Linked DNA regions of Mus musculus: region 2 is linked to region 1. Evidence: chromatin contacts called from public HiChIP or PLAC-seq data. All regions are on one chromosome and are shown on one strand. Each heading gives the region's core, a stretch centred on a gene start, on an enhancer-like site or on the middle of the called end of the contact. The rest is flanking DNA. Distances are from core to core; before and after follow the strand shown. Region 1 has its middle 14 kb from the start of Gm35247. Region 2 overlaps Rnaseh2b (ribonuclease H2, subunit B).

The links. HiChIP or PLAC-seq counts read pairs in DNA pulled down with a chosen protein or histone mark.
Region 2: an H3K27ac HiChIP or PLAC-seq map of microglia shows a contact between it and region 1, with 5 times the contacts expected there. The contact joins two enhancer-like sites. A contact is called at or near these places in 1 of 39 promoter capture datasets (embryonic stem cells) and 6 of 115 datasets of contacts at active chromatin or transcription factors (embryonic stem cells and microglia).

The regions. Positions count from the first base shown.
Region 1 is chr14:61,799,618-61,807,558 of GRCm38.p6, reverse strand. No RefSeq gene overlaps it. Among named protein-coding and RNA genes, the nearest start is that of Gm35247, 14 kb to the left of the region's middle. Within about 2 kb of position 3,523, at least 13 of the 459 cell types and tissues checked have an H3K27ac peak or open chromatin away from gene starts, as enhancers often do. A contact at or near this core is called in microglia, where this site is marked.
Region 2 is chr14:62,339,896-62,347,836 of GRCm38.p6, reverse strand. It overlaps Rnaseh2b (ribonuclease H2, subunit B), which reads right to left. Exons shown (of 11, transcript NM_026001.3): 2 at 1,195-1,269. Among named protein-coding and RNA genes, the nearest start is that of Rnaseh2b, 12 kb to the right of the region's middle. Within about 2 kb of position 4,881, at least 110 of the 459 cell types and tissues checked have an H3K27ac peak or open chromatin away from gene starts, as enhancers often do. A contact at or near this core is called in microglia, where this site is marked.

The DNA of each region.
Region 1 (7,941 bases), core at 2,274-4,773:
AGGGACAGTGGCTTATGTCTGTCCGGGGAGGGGAGCTCTTTAAGAACTATTTCAGAAGCCCACTTCTAAATCTGGAAGACAAATTAAAGGGAATCTTTCCATCTTTCTGCTTCCTCCTTTCACGAATCTTTCTAATCCAAAGTATGTGTCTAGAAGGAGCAGCAGAGGCAAGGGTCTGGGTGCATCTGACAAGGAAATAGGGAAGAGAAGCTAAGCAGATGTCAGGTGCACCCTGAAACACTGAACCACAGATTGGAAAGGTACCATCCTTGAAACCTATGCTTGTCTCCTCTCATCCTCTTTGTAGTTGTAACTCTTGGTTCAGGTGGAGTGTAGATGGGCCATGCATGTGAAGGAGATAGCTTATTAACGACAGGACTTGGGAAGGTTGACCCACTCCAGGCATTGGTCATAGGAGTCACCGAACACCCAGGGTGGGGCCTGGCCAGCAGAGTGGAGTCCAGCCCACCACAGTTGAAGGTCAGAACATCATGGCCCTGACCCCTCATGTGCCCCTCCCACATGGGAGCTGGGTCCTCTTCCATTAATCACTAAGAAAATGTCTGTTTACAGCCCCATCTTCTCAGACTATTTTCTCAATTCTCTTTTCAGATGACTCTAGCTGTGTCAAGTTGACCTAGGACTAGCCAGCCCAGCTTCCTTTAGGAATGATGAACTCACATGTGAACTCAGACTGTGGCAGCCTGCACAGGTATAAGCCAGATGGGGTCCCAGTGCTAAATGGGGGACCAAGGAACTATCTGCAACTGACGTTCACTTGCAAAGGAAAAAATTAATTTTCTCCAATAGAGTCTCACTGGGCATATTAATCGCACATTAGGGTAGGCTGCATGCCCAGCAGTAGATAGTCAACACAAAATGAACTCAATGTATTTTTGTAGACTTTTTCATCTTATGTTCTGTTTGTCTTATTAGTCTTTTGCTAATATAAAATGGTTTCTGATTGTGTGTGTGTGTGTGTGTGTGTGTGTGTGTGTGTGTGTGTGTGTGTGTGTGTGTAAGATAGACAGAGAGAGAAAGAGAATGAGGAGAAAAAGAAAGAGAGAAACTTCTTAAAGATTTGCTTGCTTTCTTGCTTGCTTGCTTGCTTGCTTGCTTGCTTGCTTGCTTGCTTGCTTGCTTGCTTGCTTGCTTGCTTGCTTGCTTGCTTTCTTGTTTTTAAAGAGAGAGAGAGACAGATAAGGTGGGCAGGGCCATCTAGGAGAAGTTGGAGGAGGAGAAATCATCAGAATACAGTGTATAAAACGAAAGTATGTTTGGCCTCCATCTCTCTGTCATCTACATGTTACTTTATTTCAACGCTGTGGCATCCCAAAAAACCAAGAGCTTGACTGTTATCTTCAGTGGAACAGTGTTTTCTCCACTCCATCCCTGGCTCCGCCCCTTTGAAGCAGCTGTCCATCACTCCACAGCCTTCCATCCCTGGTTCCGCCCCTTTGGAGCAGCTGTCCATCACTCCACAGCTTTCCATCCCAGGCTCCACTACTTTGGAGCAGCTGTCCATCACTCCAGTCTTCCATCCCTGGCTCCACTCCTTTGGAGCAGCTGTCCATCACTCCACAGCCTTCCTTGCCTTTGTTTCCTTTTGTTTTATTGCATTTATTTTCATCCACAAAATGTTTGTTGTGAAGGTACATCAAGTTTGTGCCCTTTCGGAGTTTCCTTTCAGCCTAACTTCACAGTGACATGACTCACTTGCCCATACTACTGCACTTGAAAAAGAAGAAAACAACAAAACTCACCATGACTTTGTGTTTCTTTTGGTTTGGGTTTCTTGCTTTTTATAGCACATCATTTTTTTCCTCATGAAATAAAGCCAGTTCACAAGTGATCTGTTTGTAATTCAACAGATGCAATGAGGGAAATAACCAGAACAGAGTTCACTCTCAATATGACACAGCAGGCACAGACTGTTAAGTTATATACAGTAATGGGTGCATTCTGTGGTGTGTGACTTCTATCTCAATAAAGCCATTTTTAAATGACAGGATGAGACTCGAGAGAAGAAACTTACAGTAGACAGGAGGAGCGGTCCTGCATATTGTATGGAATTAGAGGAGAATCTGACAGGTCAGTGAATAGCTAAAGTGTGTTTGATCTGTTGATATGCGTACGCTTCCAGCACCCTAGCAACTCGCACCAACAATGTAGTATATGCTCTGTTTGCATCTTCATTGTTAATGTTTCGTTTAAATGTTTTAAGTATTACCACACTAGAGGCTATGGAGACGGTTCAGTCAATACAGTATTCCAGGGCAATAAAGCCTTGCAGTTATGAGAGTGAGAGTTCAGACCCATAGCATACACATAAAGACTAGGCACAGCAGTGCACATCTATAACTCAAAGGCTATGGGGTTGAAGACAGGGCAATCCCCAGAGCCTATAAGCAGCCAGTCTACTGAAACTGGGTAAGCTCCTTGTTTCAAAACTAAAGAAATATGGGATCTGAGTCCTCTCTCTCTTTCTCTCTCTCTCTCTCTCTGGGTGTGTGTGTGGGGGGGTAAGGTGCTTGCTACATAAATATGAAGACCAAAGTATGAATCTGTGTCACACCGCCACACATCTGTAGTCCCAGCACAGTGGGTATATGGGTCTGATGGTCAGCTAGTCTGGCACAAGTGAAAAACTCCAGGTTCAATGAAAGACCCTCTCTCAAAAAGTAAGCCAGAAAGAAGCAGAGGAAGACACATATGTTGATATCTAGATACACACACACATGCACACACACACACACACACACACACACACACACACACACATGTGGAAAGTAACTGAGAAAGACACCCTACACCTATCTCTGGTCTCCACCTGCCCGTGTACCATGCACATGCACACAAAGACTGAAACACCCACACACAAACACATGGTGCAACACATAATACACAAAAGAGTTACCATATTAAAACTCCAGCACACTATCAATATTGCATAAATAAGTTATATGTGTAATCCCAGAACACAAAGGAAAAAACTTACCTGAATTTTTCTCCAGTTTTTGCTGGAAAGCATACACTAGATCAGTCTACAGAATTAGGCGAAGTCTAAGGAAATTCTATATCCTGTCCAATTAATTAAGGGGTTACAAGCAATGACAGTAAATTAATTTTTCTTGCTTCAACCAAACACAAGCATCTCAAAGGTCTTGGGTAAAGAGCTGACCAGTGACTCTGTGGACTGCTCTCATCATCATCTCCAGCAGTCTAAGCCCCAGGACAGGGAGACTTGGTCAAAGCAGACAATCCACAGCTGGGGTGTCAGTTCATTTTTGACTCACCATCTCTACACTACATGAAGTGGAGATCCTGAAAATGAACCAGCTCATTAGATAACTTGATTGCTATCTGAATTTCGGCCAATGTACACAGCCTGCAGGTGGAAGAAAGAAATATAATATCCGATTTCGTAAGCAACATTCAACTGCAGGTGCAGAGTGCAGCCTTCTCACTAGGAAGGAAACTGCACTGAAAGCATCCCTGGTTTAAGACAGTCCTGGAGGCTCTGCCTCTTTTCCTGTCCCTTGGTTCTGCTTTCACTGTGCTGACTCCAACACTTAGACTCTCTCTCACCCAAGAATGAAGCTGGCCACTGGAAACTTTACAATCACACTGTCTTTATAGCAAAGGAACCCAGCAGAAAGATCAAGCCTTATCCCAAACAGTTCCAGCCCAGGGCAGGCTTGGACAAACTGTCTGAGTCACATGTCCTCTCCCCAAGTGTCACTACAGTCAGGCACATGGGGCTCCTTGATGGTCCAGGCTTGGGCCACATGCAGCCTTGACTCTAGAATGCTGCAGTCAGCCCCATGAAAGACTGGGGAGGCGTGGCATCCACAGAGATAGCAGGCAGGCAAAAGCTTGCACCCCACACACACAGTAACTACCTTTCATGGCATAGTAATTTGGCACTGATGGCTGTAGCCTTGGGCTTTGGAAATTTACCAAAGTTCTGTCTCCAGTACATGGATAATGCTGCTAACCTGGGATGGGAATAAGTAATTCCAAATCAGAGACAGAAGAGGCATTCAGGGAAAGTCTGCCTGCCTGCAGATCACCTTCACTCTGAACTTGGGGGAGGCATGTCTAAGATGCATCTGACACTGACATCTTGACTCTTGGGTTAGCTTGTGTGTCAGCCTATGTGTGTGCTGGCATTTTTTATGAACGTATAAGTACCATTCCACAGCAGCCCCTGATGGGGTTCACAGGCTGTGAAATGTAACAAAGCAGATAAATATCTTGGAAATGCTCATAGTTTCTTTGATGGACATGTGAAAACATTAAATAGGAGCCTCCCAAATGTTTCCTTTCAGCCTCATATCATAGGAAGAACCAAGATTTCAGTAGGCTGCAAATGATGGAGCTGATTTTATACAGAGTGCTCCAGGTATCAAATTGTTTGATGCTGCTGTTGCTGGCTCTTCTTCTTCTTCCTCTTCCTCTTCCTCCCTCTTCTTCCTTCTCCTCCTCCTCCTCCTCTTCCTTCTCTTCCTTCACCTTTTCCTCCCTTTCTCTCCCTTTCCTCTCCTTCTCCCTTCTTTCCTCTTCTTCCACCCCATCCTTCCTCTCATCCTCCTACAATGTCCTCCTCCTCCTCTTCTTCCTCTTTCTCCTCTTCTAGATAAAGGGTCACTATATTTCCAAGGCTTGCCTTAAACCCCTGGGCTCAAGTCATCTTTCTGTTTCACCCTCTCAAGCTTCCCTGGGAATACTGATTCACACCACTTCCCTGGGATTCACTGATTCACACCACTTCCCTGGGAATACTGATTCACACCACTTCCCTGGGATTCACTGATTCACACCACTGCACTTGGAATTATTTTTTATGCTACATAATATCATATGCCCTTGTAGTAGTTTGAATATGTATGGCTCCCATAGGCTCATAGGGAGTATAGCCTTGTTGAGTAGATATGGCCTTGTTAGAGAAAGTAAAAATGTGTCATGCGGGGAGTGGGAGCTTTAAGATCTCCTATACTCAAGCTATGCCCAGTGTCACTCATAGTCTTTCCTTCTGCTGCCTGTTGATCAGGATGTAGAACTCTCAGCTCCTTCTCCATCAACATATCTGCCTGGATGTTGCCATTCTTCCTGCCATGATGATAATGAACTAGACCTCTGAAACTGTAAGGCATCCCCAATTAAATGTTTTCCTTAGTAAGAATTGCCTTGGTCACAGTGCATCCTAATAACAATAAAACCCTAACACTCCTCAAAGAAAAACAGTATGTCTCTTCAAAAATGTAATTCAGAAGTTGCCTGCAATATGTACCTTGGTTTATGATGCCTTACCATAGCACTTTTGAGAATAGAGTATGTTTTCAAAGTCTGATAGCTCCTAGTTTCATTCTGTTGCTGTGGTAAAACACTGGCCAGAAACAATTTGGGGAAGGAAGGGTTTATTTGGCTTACACTTCCAGGTTGCAGTCGATCACTGAGTTAAGTCAGGGCAGGAATTCAGGAAGGAATCATGAAGGAGAGCTGCTTGCTGGCTCAGTCACAAGCTTCTACTTCCCTAATTTCCTTATACAGCCCAAGACCTAGTGCCCAGGAATGATATCTCCTATGGTAGCAAGAGAACACACAGTCTTTCCTTTGTGCTCAGAATTATGATTTTAATGATCACGCAGGGAAAGTGTACTTGCGTTAAGACACCACCAGCCACACCCACCTCCTCTACGAAGTTGTAAAGTTCTGACAAGAGTGATGAATTCCAGTTTGAGCCCACCAGCAGGAGACAGATACCTTACCAACTATCTGAAGAAAGATCATTAAGGCACAAGACTGAGCTTATGAAAGTAGGGTAAAGGGGCACCTCACAGGCATCAAGGAGAAAGGTCTTTACTGAGCAAATGAAGACTCAGAGAGTCTTTTAAAGGCTGAAGTTCAGACTGCTAAAGAAATAACATTCATAATTGATCCTGGTATCTCCCAGCTTGAAGGAAGGGCTCCCTGCGCTGAAAGCCTTGCAGAGTGGGGTATCTCTGTAACGATGTGGAGACAGACCCTACAAGTGCTGCAAAACCACAGTCTGGATTCAGTTGGGGCAGCAGTCCAGGGACTGCTTCCCACACAATAAAGAAAGCTACTGGGCTAATGCCCACAGGGGTAGGAAACAGTTTTCCAGAGTCCTTCCAGAGGCCCCTACAGACAGAGCTCGACATAGACACTGCAGACAAAGCAGCAACACAGTATTTAGGGGGCCAATCCCAGCATCCAAAACAGGAAATGAACCACTGAAAATCGGTCTTCTTTGTTATTGCAGCAAAGCCTTGCCTAATCTCAAAACCAACAGGTGATCATAGACGTCAGGAGATGGTCACTTCTTAGTCCTTGGACTGCCTGGGGACTGGTGCTGATCCATGACCCAGGTGTTAGTTTAAGGGAACAGAGGTTTGTCTTTTGTACACCACTACTTCCTGATTCTCTCTGAACGTCCTAGTTCTGATTTTGCAGTCTAAAAGAGACAAACTCTGCCTCACTCCAGCACAGAGTTTCATCACTTGTTAAAAACTCCTTAACTTAAAAAGCTACGCTCACATCTCAAGTAGAGCTTTGAATTAGAAAAGGAAGTTGTAGGGGGAAAAAAGAAACATATAAATGTGTGTGATATATATAAAATATCATTATGTAAACTTATATAACACCAGATATAAATATATAAACATTTCTTTTCTCCACTTCCTACACCAGAAAATATGTGGTATATCTGTGTACAGATGTGTGTGTTGTACAACTGTATGCCTTACATGTCAACCGTTCCAGAGACTGTCACCACAGAAAATCTTTTCATTTTCCCCTCAAACAGCTAAGGCAGCACACTGCATCAGAAGGTCATGGTACAAAGAGAAGAGAGAGGAAGTATGTAGAAGTGAAGATGAACTGCCATCCCTAGGGTAGCCACTGGGCTCCATGTAGCTGGTGTTGATGGGTGTGTAGGCTTAAGGGTTGGTAGAATTAATGGGGCCTCTTAGAGGGTCTAGCTTGGATCCCAGTTATGGGTTGACTGTGGCGTCTGAAGACGGCACCTCTGCTAATGGGAATGTTTCAGGAGCTGGTCCATCCCTGTGTCTGAGAAGCGACATTTGCATTGGGCTACCCAAACACACAGAAGTGAGGTGGGCACAGGGAGTTCCCTGCACACAGTCTCGGGGTGGGGGGCACCCAAAAACAGAGCCGTAGAGGGCTGGGAAGTGAGCTGCAGAGTTATTCTCATGGCACTAGAGTTCTGTGAAATTTGCCGTCAAGTTAGTTCTGGGCATGAAAGTAAATTCAGGCAATAGCACTCACAGCCTGTGGTAGGAAATACATACCTGCAGGATCAAAGCCTAAGGCAGTAGTTCTCAACCCAGGGGTCTAACAAGCCTTTCAAAAAGGCCCCATATCAGATATCCTACATATCATATGTTTACATTATGATTTATATAACAGTAGCAAAACCACAGTTATGAAATAGCAACATTAATAATTTTATGGTTGAAGGTCACCACAACTTGAGGAAGAGTATTAACCGTGCACAGCATTAGGAAGGCTGAGAACCACTGGGTGACCACAGCTGGACCTCTGTCCTCTGAAGGTCAGGCCAACACCCTTCTAGATACTTCTAGATGTTCCTGAGTATATTGAATTACACAGAAATTATAGTTTTAAAGAAATCAAACAATTTCTTATATTTAAAAAAGGCATTTTGCCATTCACAGAGGCTTGAGACATCCAGATGTCAAATTTTAGTACATATTACACTCTAAATCACTGGGAGAAAAATGTCTCGGAACAGCATCTTCAAATAAAAAGCCTTGGACCAATTACGGACTCATCTTTCGTGCCCTTTCATGCCAAAGCTAACATACTTTTAACGAGATATAGCAGAGCTCAACACCAAATATTAATTTCTCATTGACACAAAGTTTATATGCTCAG
Region 2 (7,941 bases), core at 3,632-6,131, 540 kb before region 1:
GCATAGATGTTTTACCCCTCAGTTCATGACATCGCTTTCTAACCACAGAGCACTCTCTGGAATCCCTGGTGTGGCATGCTGAGTGTGACGTGAGGAGCTACAGAGGTGCTTTGTGAGGACTGAAAAAAAAATGAAAATAGCCGTACATTTCCTAGAGCACTGCCTACGACAGTCAGTGTTCAGCCCAGCCCTTGTTGTCCCTTTAACAACCATGAAAATAAACCAGGCATGCCTGTGTCTGTGTGCATCTAGATGGAATCTGAGCTGCTGAGGACGCACCTTCTCTTGCTAGAAGGTTAGAACAGGGCAGCCTAGAACTTCTCCCAGATCCCTCCGCCCTGCTCTGGCTGCTCCAGTCCTGTGGCTCGGCAGGCATATTCAACTTCACTTTGAGGAAAGATACTAGAGGAAGGGGCAGGGCGTTTGATTTTGTTCTGTTCTGTTTCACTTTCTCTGCTTTACACATCTTTCCAACAACACAGTCCCCAGGGACTTTCCCTCATTCTCTGTGCAGTTACACAGTCCCCAGGAGAGCCGTGATTTAGAGGAACCAGGGATTTACGCAGATCCTTAGGAGGGAAATCCACCATGGAGTGCGCTGTAATACTTTTGCCTCGAAATTAGAAAGCAGAACTGAAAATGTGCTGAATATAAAATTAAAATAAACTTATCTACCAATAAGACATAAAGCTTTTCAATATACAATGATCTTAATAAAAGAAAAACCAACATGGGTTCGGGGTGGGGAGTATCCTTTTTGGTCAGAGTGAAAGAAGAGCTAAAATGGAACCAGTCAGAACCACGGCTGTCAAAGGCAACCGTCTGCACTTGCACTCTGCTTCTTTACTGCACACCACAACATGAACACAGTACTAGTGTCAGGTGCCCAAGCCTAGGAAAGCTGGCGTGAGAAAGCCAAAGGAAATCAATCCGGTCCCAGGAAGAGCACAAACACGCTACTTTTCTAAGTCGCCAGCATTTCTAACAGCAACATTCTGTGGACGGAAACTAAAGAAAACGATATTCTTCTGCTTGATTTATCCTGGAAAATTAATCAGCTTGGCTTTTCACTGCAGGATGCCGTCTTAAGTTAATTCAAGGGGTCACACAGGCAGGCGAGCACTCCATGGTCTGCACAGTGCTGCAAATACTCAAAGACTGATGAGGGAGAGGACAGAGGGGAGAGAGACCCACCTGAGTGCGGGTTGGCCAGCTTTACGAACAGGAGGCTGCTCTTCTTCTTCTTCTTCGAGGCATCTTTTAAATGTTCTGAAAGGAAAAGGTGAGTGGGAAATTAAAGGCACTTTCTCTGCTGTGCCTCGCTTCACCCTGTTTTCCACTGTTCCACTTATTCGATTTTTCTTTCTAAAAACTTTGCTTTATCATTTGTGAGCCATGTGACCCTCAGTAAGCAACTATTTTCAATGTAAGCTACAGTGAGACTTGAAGTGTGTTTAATTTGCTTCTAGGGGCAGGGATGCGGGGCAGGCTTTAGAGTCAGATGTCTTAAGCTTTGCCACCTTGGCCAGGGCTTGATCATCTCCTCAGTCTTAGCCTCCTTTTAGAAGATGCTAATGGCGGTATTTAAAAACAAAACCAAAACCAAAAAACCAAAAAACCTTAAGCTAAGGAGTCAAAGGCACTCGCCATAATCAAACTGAAATACAAAATAAGTCCTAAATATATTTATGAAGGTCATTTAAAAAACACTAGTTACTAGACCTCTCTAGGTTTCATTTCTGACACCAATTAATCACAACCCTTGTCATTTTCTCAGTGGGGTTGTCATTTAAAAAAAAATCTTATGAACAGCCTTTATATAAAAAAGACAGTAACTGTATTTTAGCTCTATTTTTATAACTCTCTTTTGCCATATTAAGCATAGAGAATCTTCATATAACCCTATTTTTCATTATGTTTGTATCTTTTGTGTCATACTTTAGAAAGTCTTCTTCCTCAAAAACACATGTATTTTTTATATTTTCTATGGATATGTTAAATTTATATTTAGGTGATTCAGAATATACCCTGGGTTAAGATACTGTTAATAAATCTAATTTTCAATGAGTTGGTCATCTGCTTCAAAACCCACTGGGTGGAATCTTCAAAGTAACCGCTTAAATACACTGTGGTCTGTCTGCAGACATTCTTCTTTGATCCACTCATCTGCATCTGTCATAGAGTCAGACCTCAGGACTTTAATTATAATAGAATAACCTTATTCTGCAGAAAGCAAGTACCTGCACTGTTTCCTCCACAGGACGGGACTGTCAAAGTTTCAACTGCATAGATTAAAACATGGAAACCAAGATGGATGACACCTTCCATAGACTGAGCACCACAGTCAAAACTCAACACAGACACCAAAGAAACCAGGCAGCCAAGGAACACAACCCATCTACACAAGAGCACCCCAGGAAGATGGGCCAAGGAGCACACCTCATCTACACAAGAGCACCCCAGGAAGGTGGCCAAGGCTGCACACAGCCCATCTAGGTAAGAGCAGCCAGAGAGGTCTTGGTGAGGAACTGAGCTTCTTCTCCGTGCTCTGTGCATCCCATACACACAGAGATATTGCAAGCGGGTTCAAACACTGGCTTAGCCATAAAAAGAACACAACTTTTTCTTGAGCTAACAGCAGTGGGCTCACTGCCCTGGCATACTTCCTTGAGAGGGTTTCCAGGCCCTGGGGCAGAGGAACAAGGCAAAGCCTGGCTGACTTAGAGCTGACATGATAGAGCAGAGAGCTCCAAAGACAGGAGGGTGATGGCATCCATGTGGAAGAAGGCTGATAAAAAAGTCCCATCCCAAGTGTGTGCAGCAGGGCCTCTCTGGGGAATCATTGGGAAACTGCACTTCCCTTCCACATGCACATGAGACTCTCCATGAAAAGCAGAGATCCCAACTCCCATTCATTCTTCATGATCCCAGGGCATGAAATGGTAGAACACTCAACAGGTACTTCCCTGGAAGGAAGCAACAGTTACTCCTAACTGACAGCTGCTAAGATCTTGTCACACTAATTTAAAAGCAACAGCTAAAGGATCCAACTCAGTTTACCAAGTAACTTATTTTTGAAGTCCAAAATAATTAATAATACAAAAACATTCATCACTGTAAAAGGTAAATTCATGCCTGGCACTTAATCAAATATGACTAGATATTAAAAAATGTGGACAAGTATGACCCACGATGAAAGGTGGGGAAAAGGTCAATTATTACAAAAGAGATTTGTATTATATGGAACCAAATGAAAACGGCATAAAAATATACCTCATGCATAAAATGTTAAGGGAACAGAAAACCTTTAAATGATCTAAATCAAAATGCTGGAGAAGAAAAATCCAACAGAAAGAACTACTAGCAAAAGAAAAATGAACTTGAAGTTTCAGTAACAAAAAACGTTCCAAAAGCATAAATAAATAAATAAATAAACAAATTGATCTATGAGCCAGCTTCAGACCTCCTACTACGTGTGAGATGGATGCTTTCAAAAGAGGAGAAATAAGATGATAAACATATCTATTTGGAAAAGTTTCCTATTTGAAGAAAACTATAAACTCACACATCCAGGAAACTTGGTGACCCCAAAACACACAAGGAAAAAACAGAAGAAGTGTGTATGTGTGTGTGTGTGTCAGCATCATAGTATGCACAGAGAGGCAAGGCCAAGAATGACAGCTAAGCACGTGAAAACAACACAAGCCAGAAGACAATCCAGAAACATCCATAAACTAAACCACCGTCACTGTAAAGAGACTACCTTTGGACAAGGAGCGTGGAAAACAAAACTTCAGACACACAAGAGCTGAAAGGCATAATCAGGAACACACACACACACACACACACACACACACACTCCACAAGGAATGCCAAGGGAGATCCTTCTGGCAGAAAGATCACAAAACTAGATGCAGGAATCTAAAAAGGAGAATGTGTGACTAATAAAGGAGGGTTGTTCTTCTTATTTCAATCTCTTTAAGGACTGTTGACTGCTTAAGTTAAAGTAATTCAGAGTAGTGTTTACATCATATGTTCACAAAAATATATGACATCAGCTTAAGTCCAGAGAGCTGTAAGAATAATACCTTGTGAGTTTCTTGTGCCATCTGTGAAGTGATAAGGTAGATACAACCAATTAAATGTGTACAAGAAACCCTATGGCAGTCACTAAAATGATAAAATCCCCAAACTGTCACAAATAAGACAGTAAGGCGATGAAACTGAATTGTAAAATAATACTCATTTAACTCAAAAGAAAGAGGGCAAACAGACACAAAGAACATGTATGATAAACGAGAAACAGCAGGACAGCAGATGCAACCCCAGTTACATCAGTAAACACATCCACATGGCGACGGTCTGAACATCCCAAGGATAAGCAGGAACTCAGACCGAATTCAAAAGCAAGGGGGAAACTGTATGTTGCCCACAGGAACCACACGTAGACATAAAGACCGAAGAAGAATGAAGAGAGGCAGATGCTAACAGACCTTACCAGGGAACTTTAAAAAGTCACTCTATAAAGATTGAAGGGTCACTTAACTAAGAAGGTGTGTCACTCCTAAATGCTTCCTCACCAAACACAAGCTACAGAACACGCGAAGCACACAGTTGGGAACGCCTGAACACCTCACCCTGACAGGCACTAATCTGTGCTCCCCGAGTCTGTTTTAAGAATGTTACATAAAGAGAGGGGTGCGGGTTCAACTGTCAGAACTGGGTGAGACTCTTTCTGGAATGACCGTCTAGACTGAAATGTAAGTTAGAAAGTTTGGTCCTGATAGAACTTTCTAAAATATCAAAGTTGCCCCCCACGCCCATGTTTCTTGCCTAGCGAGCTCCACTCAGCTCCCTGTGTCTGAGGCACAGGAGCCAACAGCCTTCCCCACATGACTTCCTCGTGCCTCATGGCAGACGCTTCATCGGGACTTGAAGCATTTTGACTACTGTATATTTTATCATGAGAAAACTGTATTGAGTGTTTCTCTTCCAGCTTCCCCATTCCTCCAGAGCCCCAAATAATTAAACATTACAGGGCCAAGTCAACTAAAGAACAGAACCATTTCTAGAAGCTCTCCGGAAGCAACAGTGTTTTTATCTTTGCCACAGCGAGCAGTGAGAAGATCTTCAGGACATCTGCAGCTACAGAGCACAACCAGAGAGTCAGTAGGCCACTCCCACAACGCTGACATGCTCTGGGAACAAAGGCAGGCTGCATGAAGATGTCTAGTTTGTGGGGAAAATGATATTTCCTCACGCAACAACTCGCTGCTGGACTGAATCAACATGAAATCAACTCCAAATGGGCTAAAATGTTCAAATATAAAATTACCAGAAGAAAATACCTGTGTTTTGGTCTGATCAAAGACTTTCTGGGATCTAATTCCAAAAGTACAGACAACAAAGGCCAAGATAACAGGTGGCATTACATCACACAAAAGCTTTTCCACAGCAATCAGAGAGCAATCAAAAGAGAAGAGACAAGCAGATGTTAATTGCTGTGCTCCCTAAAGAACTCAGATGCTTATATAAAAACGAAGTTCTTTTAGATACTGCAGAAGTTTCAGAAATAAATATATTTCCTCTAAATTTGAAAAAAAAAAAAATCAGGCAATGTTTTTTGCCGGACCAAAAATCCTAACAACAAATCCACAATGACAAATGCCACCAGGATCCGGCCTCTTTTTGGCTCCCTTTAGCATCCTAACGGGACAGTATCCAACGCCTAGTTGGCCTTCCATAAATGCCTTCTCGTTGACAGATTGCATGCAGGCACAGCAAGATGAGCACCAGCCCTCCAGTCCTGAGCCACTTTGTCCTCAGCTGTTGTAGTTCCACTCACTTTATGCTGCTCTTTCCTGAGCTGGCTCAGGCTGGGAATATCACACAAACAAAGCTTTTCCCCAACACACCTCTTATCCCTTGTCTTTAGCCCTGCCCATCAATCCCTCTGGTCCCTCACCTCATGATCATCTAGTCCCTGTTGGCCGGGGAAGGACCCAGCTAGTGCAACCTGGTATAGCACTGCATTATCCAAAGGAAATGAAGAGCAGTCTGTAAATTCAAGTTCCATATGCAACTTAAATTTTCCTATTAGTCACTTAAGCATAGGTAAAATAAAATTTAATCACATACATTATTTACTCAAAATACTTTCACTGCACCACACACACATATGAGATATATGCCTGCCACAACATTGTCTGTGGCTTTGTATCAGATGGAGACAGCTCCCTTTTCTTAAACTGCTGAGGACTTTGGTCATGAAAGATGCTCTTCCTGTGGCTGACATGATTGTCTGATTTTTATTCTATCTGCAGGGCATATTTCACAACGTGACTCAGTCTTTTCTTTCTGAATAAATCCTACTTGCTCACACATACTTTTCCACAATGGATTTGTTTCTAGGTGTTTAGGAGTCTCGCATTTATGTGCATAGACTATAAACTGACTTCCTCTGTGATGCTCTTGCCTGCTTTGCAGGCCCCACGGACCAAGTATGCCTTCTTTTCCTAGTTTTTGCAGGATCAATTTTATTTTTCAGTGTCTAAGAGGATTCTCTAATGAAGCCATCAGGAACTGGGCTTCTCCTGTGGAAAACAGGCTACTAATTTAGTCTCTTTTCTGTGGTCTATTCAGATCTCTTTCTTGAGATCTGATTTTGTAATTGTTCTATTCAGGAGTCTGCCAGTCTCATCTGCAATACCTATGTCATTCCCATAACCCCTCCCCACTTCTGTAAGGTCAGCAGCAATGAAAGGTCCGCCTTTTCCACCTTGGTCAGTTTGGCGAACGATTTGTTATCTGCTTTCGAAAGGACCCGACTTCTGCTTTGCTGGTGTTTCTGGTGTCTGACTCTGTATTTCTTTTCTTCCTCCCCTCTGCTTCGCTGTGGAGCCAGTGAGCTTCCCTGTGGTAGGTGAGGTTCCTGGACCCAAGGTCTTTCTACTTTAATAATTTCATAATGTGCAGCTCTGTATCTTACTGGGTAAGCACTGTCACCTGCATTTCATAAGCCCATGTTTTATTTTCTTGCCTCAAAGTATTTTTTAGTTTCCCTCATATTTTCCTTTGGCTTCACTTGTAATGGGGCTGTGTTGTTTAATTTCTGTATATTTGTGAACCACCCAAATTTCCTTCTGTAATTGTCTTGCATTTTCACTTCAGTGTTCTTGCAGAATGTATTTGGTATAGTTTTGATCATTTGACATGTTTGTGTTATAACCTGTTAGGTAGGACTGACTTACAGTGCTGGTTAGGTCTTGTTTGGGGGGAAGCTGGGAGATCATCTTGTCTGGTCCTTTATAAACAGTCGTCGTCTGTGTGCTTTCTTATAAGTCTATTTCTACTCTATGAGGTCTCACAATTATGCCTTCACGATTCAGTCGGTTTGCTTTAGTTCTCAGAATAAATTCCTAAGTTCTGATTAAAACCTTGGTAGACCAAGTAAGTGTCTCTAGGGCAGACCCATCAGCTGCTTGGCTCACTCTCAGGACATATTTCCTGTTAAAAGCATATCTTGTGTTTTTAAAATAGCTCAACATTATGTTAGATAAAATATAATGAATGTGGCAATTCTGGAAATTAGCCTGTCCTCCCCTAACTCCTAGGAACTGCTGCTGGTTTTAAGTCACTTCGGTGACTTTCCTGGACTAACTCTGTCAAGTCTGTATACTCTACTGCTAGTTATGATTGCTCCGTTCAGCCACCTCAGTGACTAACACTGAGCTTCTGCAGTCTTTGCTAAGGGGCTCTGTGTGTATTGGGACAAGCTTTCACTTTGTTTTCCCAGAGCATCAGTCCATCAGAGATGAGAGACAGGGGCCCTCTCAGGCTCTTCCTGGGCTTGCACGGTCTTAAATGTGTGTATAGCCTTTAAGTAAATCAGACTTCCTCAGGGCCCCATGTGGACACCTAGTTCCCTACACATTCCCTATA